Linked DNA regions of Mus musculus: region 1 is linked to region 2. Evidence: chromatin contacts called from public HiChIP or PLAC-seq data. All regions are on one chromosome and are shown on one strand. Each heading gives the region's core, a stretch centred on a gene start, on an enhancer-like site or on the middle of the called end of the contact. The rest is flanking DNA. Distances are from core to core; before and after follow the strand shown.

Region 1 (4,899 bases), core at 550-3,049, 53 kb before region 2:
CTCACCAACTCAGTCAAAACACATTACGAAGAGCCACCCTGCTTCCCAAACAAGAGTCTGCTGCAAACAGAACTCACATTTCAGTGAGTCAGAAGGGAACAGGCAGATAGTCATCTCCTTGAAACCTGGCAGGCTTCCTACCAGGAGTCTGAGCTGCCCGGCTGTGTGTCAGGGTTAGTGAGCAGTCACCTCAGAGCTCTCTGGTCTTACTAAGCACTCAGAGCACCGAAGGTCAGAAGTGTCTTTTAGGGTGTATAAGTAAAGAAATAGTGGGTGAGTGAGGCAGCCTGGGGGCTATGAGGTTCGAGGGTGCTGAATATAGGACATTAATCATAAGTTCTAGCGGCCGGTGAGCTCCAACTTGGTACCGTCATGAGTCTAGCTGGTCATCCAGTCTAGCCTATTTGGCAAGATCCAATCCGGTGATAGACTATCGCAACACAAAAGGTGGATGGTTGTAGGGAATAACACTTAGGTTTGTCCCCTGGCGGGCATACATGTGTGTCTACACAAACACACACATCAGCACACATAAACCTGCACACATATGCACACACACAAAGAAGTAGAGGTTCCAGTTCTACCTACCGTTTTATAAATAGGTTTAAAGCGTTTGGCTTTTCCCAAGTGGCTACGTCTGTCCCACCTGGAAGTTGCTCGCTTGCTCTATGGACCTGGGGAGTCCCTTCTTGCTCAGAGGCCTGCTCCCAAGAGATTTTGAATGAGCAATAGCCATTAGACAAGCAATTCTTTATTTTACAAAACCTTTTGAGTGCTTCAGAAAGTAGGCACTGGAATAATTCTAGCCTCATCAATGGGCAGGAACCTGCGGCTGAGCTTCTACGGATATTGGGTTTAAAGACGATTAAAAGTGCATGTTCTATTTCTTGGATTCAAAAGTGAAAGACCCAGATGAATGCTGTCTTTCCAGAATCGGAAAGTTTGGGAAATGGCAAGGCACGAGCTCAGGAGGAGAGATTCTCAACCCGTGGGTTGCGACCCCCCTTCCATCGGTGTACCCTAAGATATTGGGAAACACAGATGTTACATAACAATTCAGAATCAGAGAAGTAGCAACGATAATAATTTTAAACGATAATAATGTTGAGGTCACCACAACATAAAGAACTGTGTTGAAGGGTCGCGGCACTAGAAAGGTTGAGACCCACTGCATTTGAGCCCCTGTCAACTCTTCTCACCTGTCCTGAAATAAATCAGGTAAACTCAGTGATCCAACTCCTCATCGTCTCAGAAATGAACAATCCCCACCCCCCTCTCTCTCCCTCACACCCCTCTGTGGTGCAAAAATAGTACCTCAGGGATAATCATAGCTTGAGAGCAGCTCTTTCTGATGACTTAGTGTCGAACCTGGTCATTCCGAGCTTATTTCTGTCCCTTTCTCCACCCACTCAGGAAAAGCAGAGAAGGGCACACACTGTTCAGGTCCCCTGGCTCTTCTTCTGAGTTATTGAGGGCTATGGCTTGATACAACTGCGTTGGGGGGTGGAGGGAACTGCCTAGGAGTTAGTTTCCTGTGGACAGAGGACGAAGAGATGTTGGTTGTGGGTGGATCCTGAGCTCTTGGGTCTGGTGAGCTAGAACAGTTTGGTACAGGTAGGAAAAAGCCACCGGGCTGGAGTCGCGTCCGCACTGTCTGTAAGATGCCGAGGGCTCCGTGGGCGTCCATGGATCTTGACTCCTTTTTCAGAGCGCTGGAGGAGCCACAGACGCTGAGGGGCTGGGCTCCGTGGGGCGTGGCAGGACAGATCCGGAGTTTGCCCAGGCTGGAGGGGCAGGCAGGGGCGGTTCCTAGCTCAGAAGCTGCAAGCAACTTTTCCTTGCTCTCATTCAGGCTGGAGAGAACTCCTCCGTACAGTTTCTGGAAAGTCTAGCCTCTGGGAGCCCTGGATCGAGGATACTGTGTGCACCCCCAGAGCACTTTAGATTCCCCAGCGCAGACCCAAGATGGGACCGGGACAGGCAGGGGGCGCGCTCCTGCTGCGGCTGCTAATGCTAGTTCAAGGTAAGTCTGAACTCCACTGCGCGTCCGCGTCCGAGGCTGGAGAGACCCGCTTTGGTCCTAGAAGACCAGGGAGGGATCGAGTGCTGCTCTGGAGCTGGCGATGTCTGCTCTGCATCTATGTGGACTCGGGATCCAGGCTTCGTGGAGCCACTTGAACAAACAGGACAGACAGACAGACACAGACACACAGACACACACACACACACACACACACACACACACACACACACACACCCCACATCCTCATTAAGACGTGTTTCACCCGATCAAGCATCCTTCAAAGTCATCTTTCTAAGAGGTTTGGGTTTAGAGATGTTCTCACACCCACAGATTTGGAGCGTTTGTGGGTGGCCAGCAGACCACGCATCCAGCCTCCCAGCTTCCCGCGGATCCCCAGCAGGTGCTGAACTAGCTCTGAACCAGGAACCGGGGATCCAGCTCTGGGCTGCAGCATGCAGCTCTCAAAGGGTGGCTTTGCAGGAAACTTTGATGTGTATTTTTCACCCCGCGCGCACAATGCCCCCTATTCTTATTTCAGGAAGGAGCACTGGTGTTTCTTTCCATAGGAGGAAGAAAAGCCAATCAACTAGGCAGAGGGGGCACTCTTCCTTCCCTCCTGCCTTCCTTTTATTGTTGTAATGTCCTTCAAAGAAAGTAAATTTAGGCTGGTTCTCTCCACTCTCTTGATCCACAAGGCAAGGGGATTAGCTGAGACTGGTGCCAGGCTGCCTGACCTGACTTCCTTTGCATTAAGTAAGGAAGGAGAGTGGGGAAGGCAGGCTGCTGAGAGGCTCAGGAGAACTTTCTCTCCACCTTTATCCACAGCCTGGTCATGCCCAAGATGAAGGATTTTAAGGTAGTTGAGGGGAGATGGGAGGGGACGGTGTGTGTGTGGGGGGGATTGCATTAAACAGCTAACAAAATAGCAAAGTGGTCACTGGATGTCACTTAATTTTTACAAAGAAGGAAAGTATTCCTTTTTTTTTTTTTTTTTTTTCTAGACAGGGTTTCTCTGTCTAGCCCTGGTTGTCCTGGAACTCACTTTGTAGACCAGGCTGGCCTCGAACTCAGAAATCCGCCTGCCTTTGCCCCCCAAGTGCTGGGATTAAAGGTGTGCGCCACCACGCCCCAGCAGAAAGCATTCCTTAATCTGTGCTTCTCTGAGGTTCATCTTTCTTTAAGGTTGAGGAAAACTAGTCCAGGTTCGCCTTGTGGAATTTTTTGTCTGTTGGAGAAGAGAGAAATATGTCCCTATCCCGATTCTGTCGCAGACACAGAGCACTGCTAATTGTTGGGACGCTAACCTGTGCCCCCATGCCTCACACATGTTCTGCCCTAGAGAAACACAGTTGATCTGAGGGGCCATCGGGTCTAATCTAGGGGTTTAAGACAGTTGGATTGGATTCTGACCTTCAGACTCTGGAACTCTCTCTCTCCTAAGAGGAACTAGAAACCCAAACCCTGGCTTTTCATCTCTTTTTAATTGTCGGTATTATTAAAAGGAGCCATCGAAGCACAGCACCATTTTCTGATCTTTGAAATGTTGAGGCTTGTTCTGGGAGGAGCCCTTGAGAAGGACCTGGGTGGAATGTGTTGCCGAAAGGCATGAAGTCAGGTACCCAGTTTTCTTCTGCAGTTAGTTAATTGGGATGATTCAATGTCAGAAAGCAGACAGGATTTATATGACACCTGTATAAAATGACTCCACGTGTTTATTTCTCTCTTTCTGGTTCAGTTGTTTGTATATCTAAGGACCACATTTTCTCTTTATTTTAATCATCTAATTAAATAAAATCATACAATCAAGTTTTGCCATTTAAGAGAGCAGTGGAGATTCATAAGTGGGCAACATAATTTTGGATATTTTGGGTATCTAAGGTTGAGATGCAGCTGAAAGTTCTAGGTCCCTGGTACTTTAAACTTTCATTTTATCCTCCCTATATGAACATTTTGAACATAGCACTAAACAGACACACTTATTATTATTTATAGATCACAGACATGCACAATTGTGATGCAAATATATACAGAAGTTAAAATGTAAAGGCAAGCATAAATGTGTGTCTCTACACCTTACATTCTCCACAGCACACGGGCAGACAACACTAGACGCAAACTCATTTTGGATCTTATTTTAGCACTTAGATTCAAATCTCTTTTTCCCATAATCCCCTCACGAGTGGATAAGAGGAACAAGCACTCAGTTTTGTTCCATACATATCCCTTTTCATTGTTCACGGGCAGGCCAAGGGTGGAGAACAGAGATCATGTGACACCTAGGAAATATGTAAGTTAAGTGCACATACAGAGAAGAAACCAACTGTACCCTTAACATGGATGGAGTCACACACTCTCCAGCTGGCTCATGGGCCAAGGAATTCTCCATGAGGATTCTCAATCAGAGCTTCTTAACTGCCCTCTGAGAGGTCGACCCTCTTCCTCGTAATAGCCTCCTTCATCTGTAAACTAATCAGTAGATTCCGCTCGTGGTAAATGTCTTCCTTTTGACTTTTGCTTTCCTTTATAAAACCCCACTCCCCTGGTTTGTGTTCTCTTTCTCTCTCCTCTTTGCCATCTCTCCATCTCAGAGGCTCCTTGTCTACCTATTAATTAATAAATAGTGTTGGCAAAGTTCTGTCCAAGTTTTCAGTCTCACCCTCACACTTACGGTTCTGCCAGTTTTTCCTACCCATCTATGCAACGTCTGCCACCACCCAGGTCAATCCCTCATTCTCTCCTATCAGAACACCTGTAACTTTGAACCTGGCCTTCCCATTTTGTTTCTTGTCTTTCTAGTTGATTGTTCTTATTGCTACCTTTCTTTTTATTATTTATTTATTTATTTATTTATTTATTTATTAGATATTTTCTTTATA
Region 2 (4,743 bases), core at 1,621-4,120:
TGGTGAGGGACCCCATGGTCTCTCTGTCCATTGAAAGTTACCCTCAATGGTCCCATCACGTGGGAGCACAGCTGATGCCCTCTCCTGTCCTCTCAGCCTTCCCAGAAGATGCTCCTTCAAAAGCATTTTAAGAAGATTTTTTTTGAGAGGAGAGGGTTTTTTGTTGTTGTTGTTGTTTCAACCACAAGAATGTGTATGTCTGCTCACCAGGTGCATGCCAGTAGTGCCCATAGAACCCAAAAGAAGGTGTCAGATGTCCTAAGACTGGAGTTATAGACAGTTGTGAGCTACAACGTGGGGAATAGGAATTGAAGCTAGGTCCTCTAGAAAGACAGCCAGCGCTCTTAACCACTGAGCCATCTTTCCAGTCATTCAAATGCATTTTTGACTCACTAGTTTTAACAGTTGACAAATCAGGTGCTAGAGAGATGTCTCATCAGTGAAGATCACTGGCTGCCTTTTCAGAGGACCTGGGCCCAATTCCCAGCACCCAACATTGTCTTCAGGCCTCCAAGGCACTGGGCACAAAAGTAATAGACAAAAGTGTATACAGGTCAAATGCACACACACACACACACACACACTTATATATTTGGTGAATCTTGGGAAAGTATGGTGTCTTAATTCCATAAAAGTAGAGGTAGAAAGTTACATTGCCTGTGTGTATATTATTTTCTCCTTTCTTTGAAGACCTGTGGTCCTCTCTGGGCACATCAGTGTGGAAATCAGTATTATGCAACTGGGATCTGTTCTGATGTTAGTCCAGACTTTCAGTTCTTGACCAGCTTTTCACCTGCAGTTCAGGGTAAGTCATGAATGTCAAAGAGATCTGAGCAATGTCTTAGAGTCAAAGAGGGAGGGGCTACAGTCAAAGGGGAGGGATTACAGTCAAAGGGGGAGGAGTTCCAGTCAAAGTGCGAGGGGTTACAGTCAAAGGGAGAGGGGTTAGAGTCAAAGGGGGAGTCCCACTCAACCTCTCTGTGAGTCTGAAGTTTATGTGATTGTGACATTTGACTTATCTTTGAAAACAATGTGTTTTTGTCATCTCTTTCTGCACAGCTTGCCCTTCCCTCGTGGATGTTGTAGTTGTATGTGATGAATCAAACAGTATTTATCCTTGGGAAGCAGTAAAGAACTTTTTGGTAAAGTTTGTGACAGGCCTGGATATAGGACCTAAAAAGACACAGGTAAGGACATCAAAAACAAACAAACAAACAAACAAACAAGCTCACAGCTTGCTTTTGGAGAAAATAATGTTAGATATGAAGTTTTAAATTTTCATTTGGCAAAATATTCATATTAAATGAATGTAATGGTAACCTGGAAAATTAATTGAACTATATATTTCTAAGGTCAGTATTCTACCTATATGACTTGGTTCAATGTTGTTAATTTTATAGTTTTATTTTTGACAGAGGCATTAAAAATGGTGTATAGCATTTAAGTCTCTTTCAAAACTGCTTTTTAAAATTTTTTAACCCATGAGGTAATTAATAATACATTTTAAGGGAATAGAGAGATGACTTGGAGGTTAAGAATACATCCTGCTCTTGCAAAGGAACCAGGTTTAGTTCCCAGACTACAGTTCCAGTCCCAGGAGGTTCAAGGTCCTTTGTCCTCCACTGACACCTGTGCATACATGGTGCACATAAACTCACATACATGTGAATATATATATATATATATATATATATATATATATATATATATACATATATACATATATATACACACACACATACACACACACACACACACACATATATATATATATATACACAAATAAATAAAAAATAATAACTTTTTAAATTGGACACATATTTTTTCTTAATACCTATTTTGACCAATAGTGAATTCTTATTTACACCTTTCTGGTAAAAAAAAATTACGTGAATTGTGTGAAATTTAACAATAATTCAGTAAACATAATTCTAACATTAGTTTATAGCCTTTAGTTTATAATCTAGGCTAATTTGCTTTGTATTTTAACATAGGAGCAAGTATTTTCAATAATTTGAAACTGTTTTATATGTTTTCAGAAGTCTCTAATTGGATGCTATTATATCTTCTTGATGTATGGACCTAAAACTCAGGCACAAAAGTTTCATAATTTCCCAAGACTAAATAGTACACACTTTAAAAAAAAATAACAGCTACTCACTAAATAAATGCAGGAGCATTTCTGGAGCCCAAGATTCTGAAACTGGCCTGGACAACAGAGCGAAACCTAGAAGGAAGGAGAGTGTAGGGGAGGGAAGGAGAGAGAACAGAGAGGGGTAATTCCTAGATATCTTGAGTTGTTTTTTCTTCACTATCATCATCATCATCACCACCACCATCACCACCACCATCACCATCACCATCCTCTTCTCTTTTTCCGGTGTCTGACTCAATCTACTACTCATAGGTCCTTCTGGCCGAGCAGCAGCATCCCCGGAGAGCAGTTCACTGGCATCTGATAGGCTGAAACCTCACACCTAGTCACAGCTATTGCAACAGTTTTCCTTATTCTTTGAAGATATCTTTAGTGAAAATTCACTTTTCTGGTTCCCTTTAAGGTATTATTTTTAAAAAGGGCATTGCTTTTCTATGCCAGGGGAGTGAGCAAACTGCTTTCGGAGACCATGGAAATTCCACTAGTTTCACTAGAAACTTCTAGTTATGAAGACTACATATCACACTGGTTTCTGGAGAACAGCGCCTTTAGATCTCCTGAAGTACAGAGCTTTCACGCTTGTCTGTTTCTTCTGCCTATGAGTCAGTTATCACACCTGTCACAGCTGATTCGACAGTCGCCAGGTTTCAGGACTATTCTCAGATTCATCTTCCTGCCACCCTCCATTGTCCCCTTGCCTAGAGGAAGCTGAGTTGTCTCTCCACTCAAGCACATACGTCATAAACCCTCCTCTCCTGACACTCAGGCCTCGGCTGCGTCCTGAGGATCACATGCGGCTGACATCATCAGTCACTTTTGAATTGCTTGCACATCTTCTCTTAAAGAAAGATGCCCAGGATGATCAGCGTGTTTCTCATGTCTCCGTCCCCCCCCCCCCCCCCGTGGCTGTCATACCACCTCCCAGGCAATGCTACAGACTGGACTCAACAATCAAGGGCTGTCCTTCCACGCCCTGATATCCTTACCTCAGAGACTCTTGTGTCTCTTAGAGAGCCTCTTGCCCCTCATTCCTATTTCCTGGTTACACATCTCCTAGGCTGGGAGAATACTTTCAATGCTCAGGAACAGGCTTATTGATAGAAATATGTACGTTTCTTAAACTAAAGGATTAGACTATGCTCCTCCCCCAAACATCCTGCTCAGAAGTTTATCTTTCTGTTAGCTCTCTCAAGTAAGTTTCTTTCTGATGCTGGATCCTCTAAAGGTCAGAAGTTCCTTGCCCCATATGTGCATCCAACACCCTTGCTCTGACAATGCTCAAACCCACAGTAAGGGAACTCCAACCATCATCAATCAAATAGAGTACATTGCTTAGGGGTGTGTGAGGTTCTCTTCAATTCAACTCCGACTCTGTTACATAACTACTCTCAACTAAGGAGGTGCTAGTCTCCACCTCCGATTACTTATAGCTGTCTTCAAGGTTCTACCCATTGATAACGAGAGATCTTATTTATTTGTATATGTTTTAATATTTGTGTTAGAAACCTGAGCCTAATATTCATTTGCATTAAGTACACTAAGGAAGTGCTTTAAGAATCTATAGTTACTTTTGAACCAAAAGTGTAAACTGTAACAGATTATCTTGCTTGGTAGTCATGCTCCTGTCACACACTCATGGCCTTGAACAAAGCTCATTCCACAGAAAGAGGAATAATTGTCAAGCTCAGAATTGAAATGAGTTCCTTTAAGCTATTGGCTCACATCGAAACTCACCTTGAGTTCTTATTATATTGGTTAAGTATGAGATGTTTATAAGCTAATTACAGTCATAAACTTCTGCTCTTTTCCAGGTGGCGTTAATTCAATATGCCAATGAGCCGAGAATTATATTTAACTTGAACGATTTCGAAACCAAAGAGGATATGGTCCAGGCCACATCTGAGACGCGCCAACATGGTGGGGACCTCACAAACACCTTCAGAGCTATCGAATTCGCAAGGTAAGTTTTGCTGCTATCAGGTAAAAGCTTTGACAACGTGGAAGGACAAATAGAAAGAAAAGAAAACGGAAAGGGCAAAAGAAGAGTGACAAGGGTGGAACCAAGTCTGAGCTTTCTGATCGGCTCCCCTTGACAGGACCCAGAGGAAATCAGGCTACACACCACAGTCATGGGACTGCCAGAGATGGAATGGTTTTATATGATTTTTTGACATGAATTGCACAATTTTGCAAAGGCTATAGATTAAAATACTATAGATGAAACAATCTACCACTGTTCGTATTAACGGCAAACAAATTAAGCTAGTATGGTATTCTATACATACTAATGAAGCTCATGGGATAATACACACAAGAATCTGAATGCTGAGATTATCTATCATGTCTGCTGCAACCCACATGGAGTGTGACCTTCACAGCTGCATGGCTTCCATCCCTTTCTTACCTCAGTTTCTCCTTTTCAATTCTGTAAGCTTTAATAGACACTTTACTAAATGTTCGCCTGTCATTTTTTTTTTTAAGATGAGAACAAATGTGCTTGCCCTTACACCCGATCCCAGCCTTGTCCATCTCCTGGTTCTGTTCCTTCAAACACCATTAAAACAAGTTGCCGCCATCTTCTTGCCTCT

The links. HiChIP or PLAC-seq counts read pairs in DNA pulled down with a chosen protein or histone mark.
Region 1: a BATF HiChIP or PLAC-seq map of CD8 T cells shows a contact between it and region 2, with 17 read pairs. The contact joins the promoter of Itga2 here to the enhancer-like site in region 2. A contact is called at or near these places in 4 of 39 promoter capture datasets (HPC-7-derived erythroid cells, liver, maxillary cranial neural crest and 1 more), 1 of 15 datasets of contacts at CTCF or cohesin (CD8 T cells), 6 of 484 Hi-C or Micro-C datasets (CD8 T cells, Th1 cells, natural killer cells and 2 more), 4 of 115 datasets of contacts at active chromatin or transcription factors (CD8 T cells, bone marrow-derived macrophages, memory CD8 T cells and 1 more) and 3 of 9 other capture datasets (adipose tissue, embryonic stem cells and liver).

Annotation. Positions count from the first base shown.
Region 1 is chr13:114,929,000-114,933,898 of GRCm38.p6, reverse strand. It overlaps Itga2 (integrin alpha 2), which reads left to right and starts at 1,799. Exons shown (of 30, transcript NM_008396.3): 1 at 1,799-2,023. The coding sequence starts at 1,966.
Region 2 is chr13:114,876,993-114,881,735 of GRCm38.p6, reverse strand. Itga2 (integrin alpha 2) reads left to right here. Exons shown (of 30, transcript NM_008396.3): 5 at 691-805; 6 at 1,060-1,187; 7 at 3,967-4,115. Among named protein-coding and RNA genes, the nearest start is that of Gm34845, 44 kb to the left of the region's middle. Within about 2 kb of position 2,870, at least 15 of the 459 cell types and tissues checked have an H3K27ac peak or open chromatin away from gene starts, as enhancers often do. A contact at or near this core is called in CD8 T cells, Th1 cells and memory CD8 T cells, where this site is marked.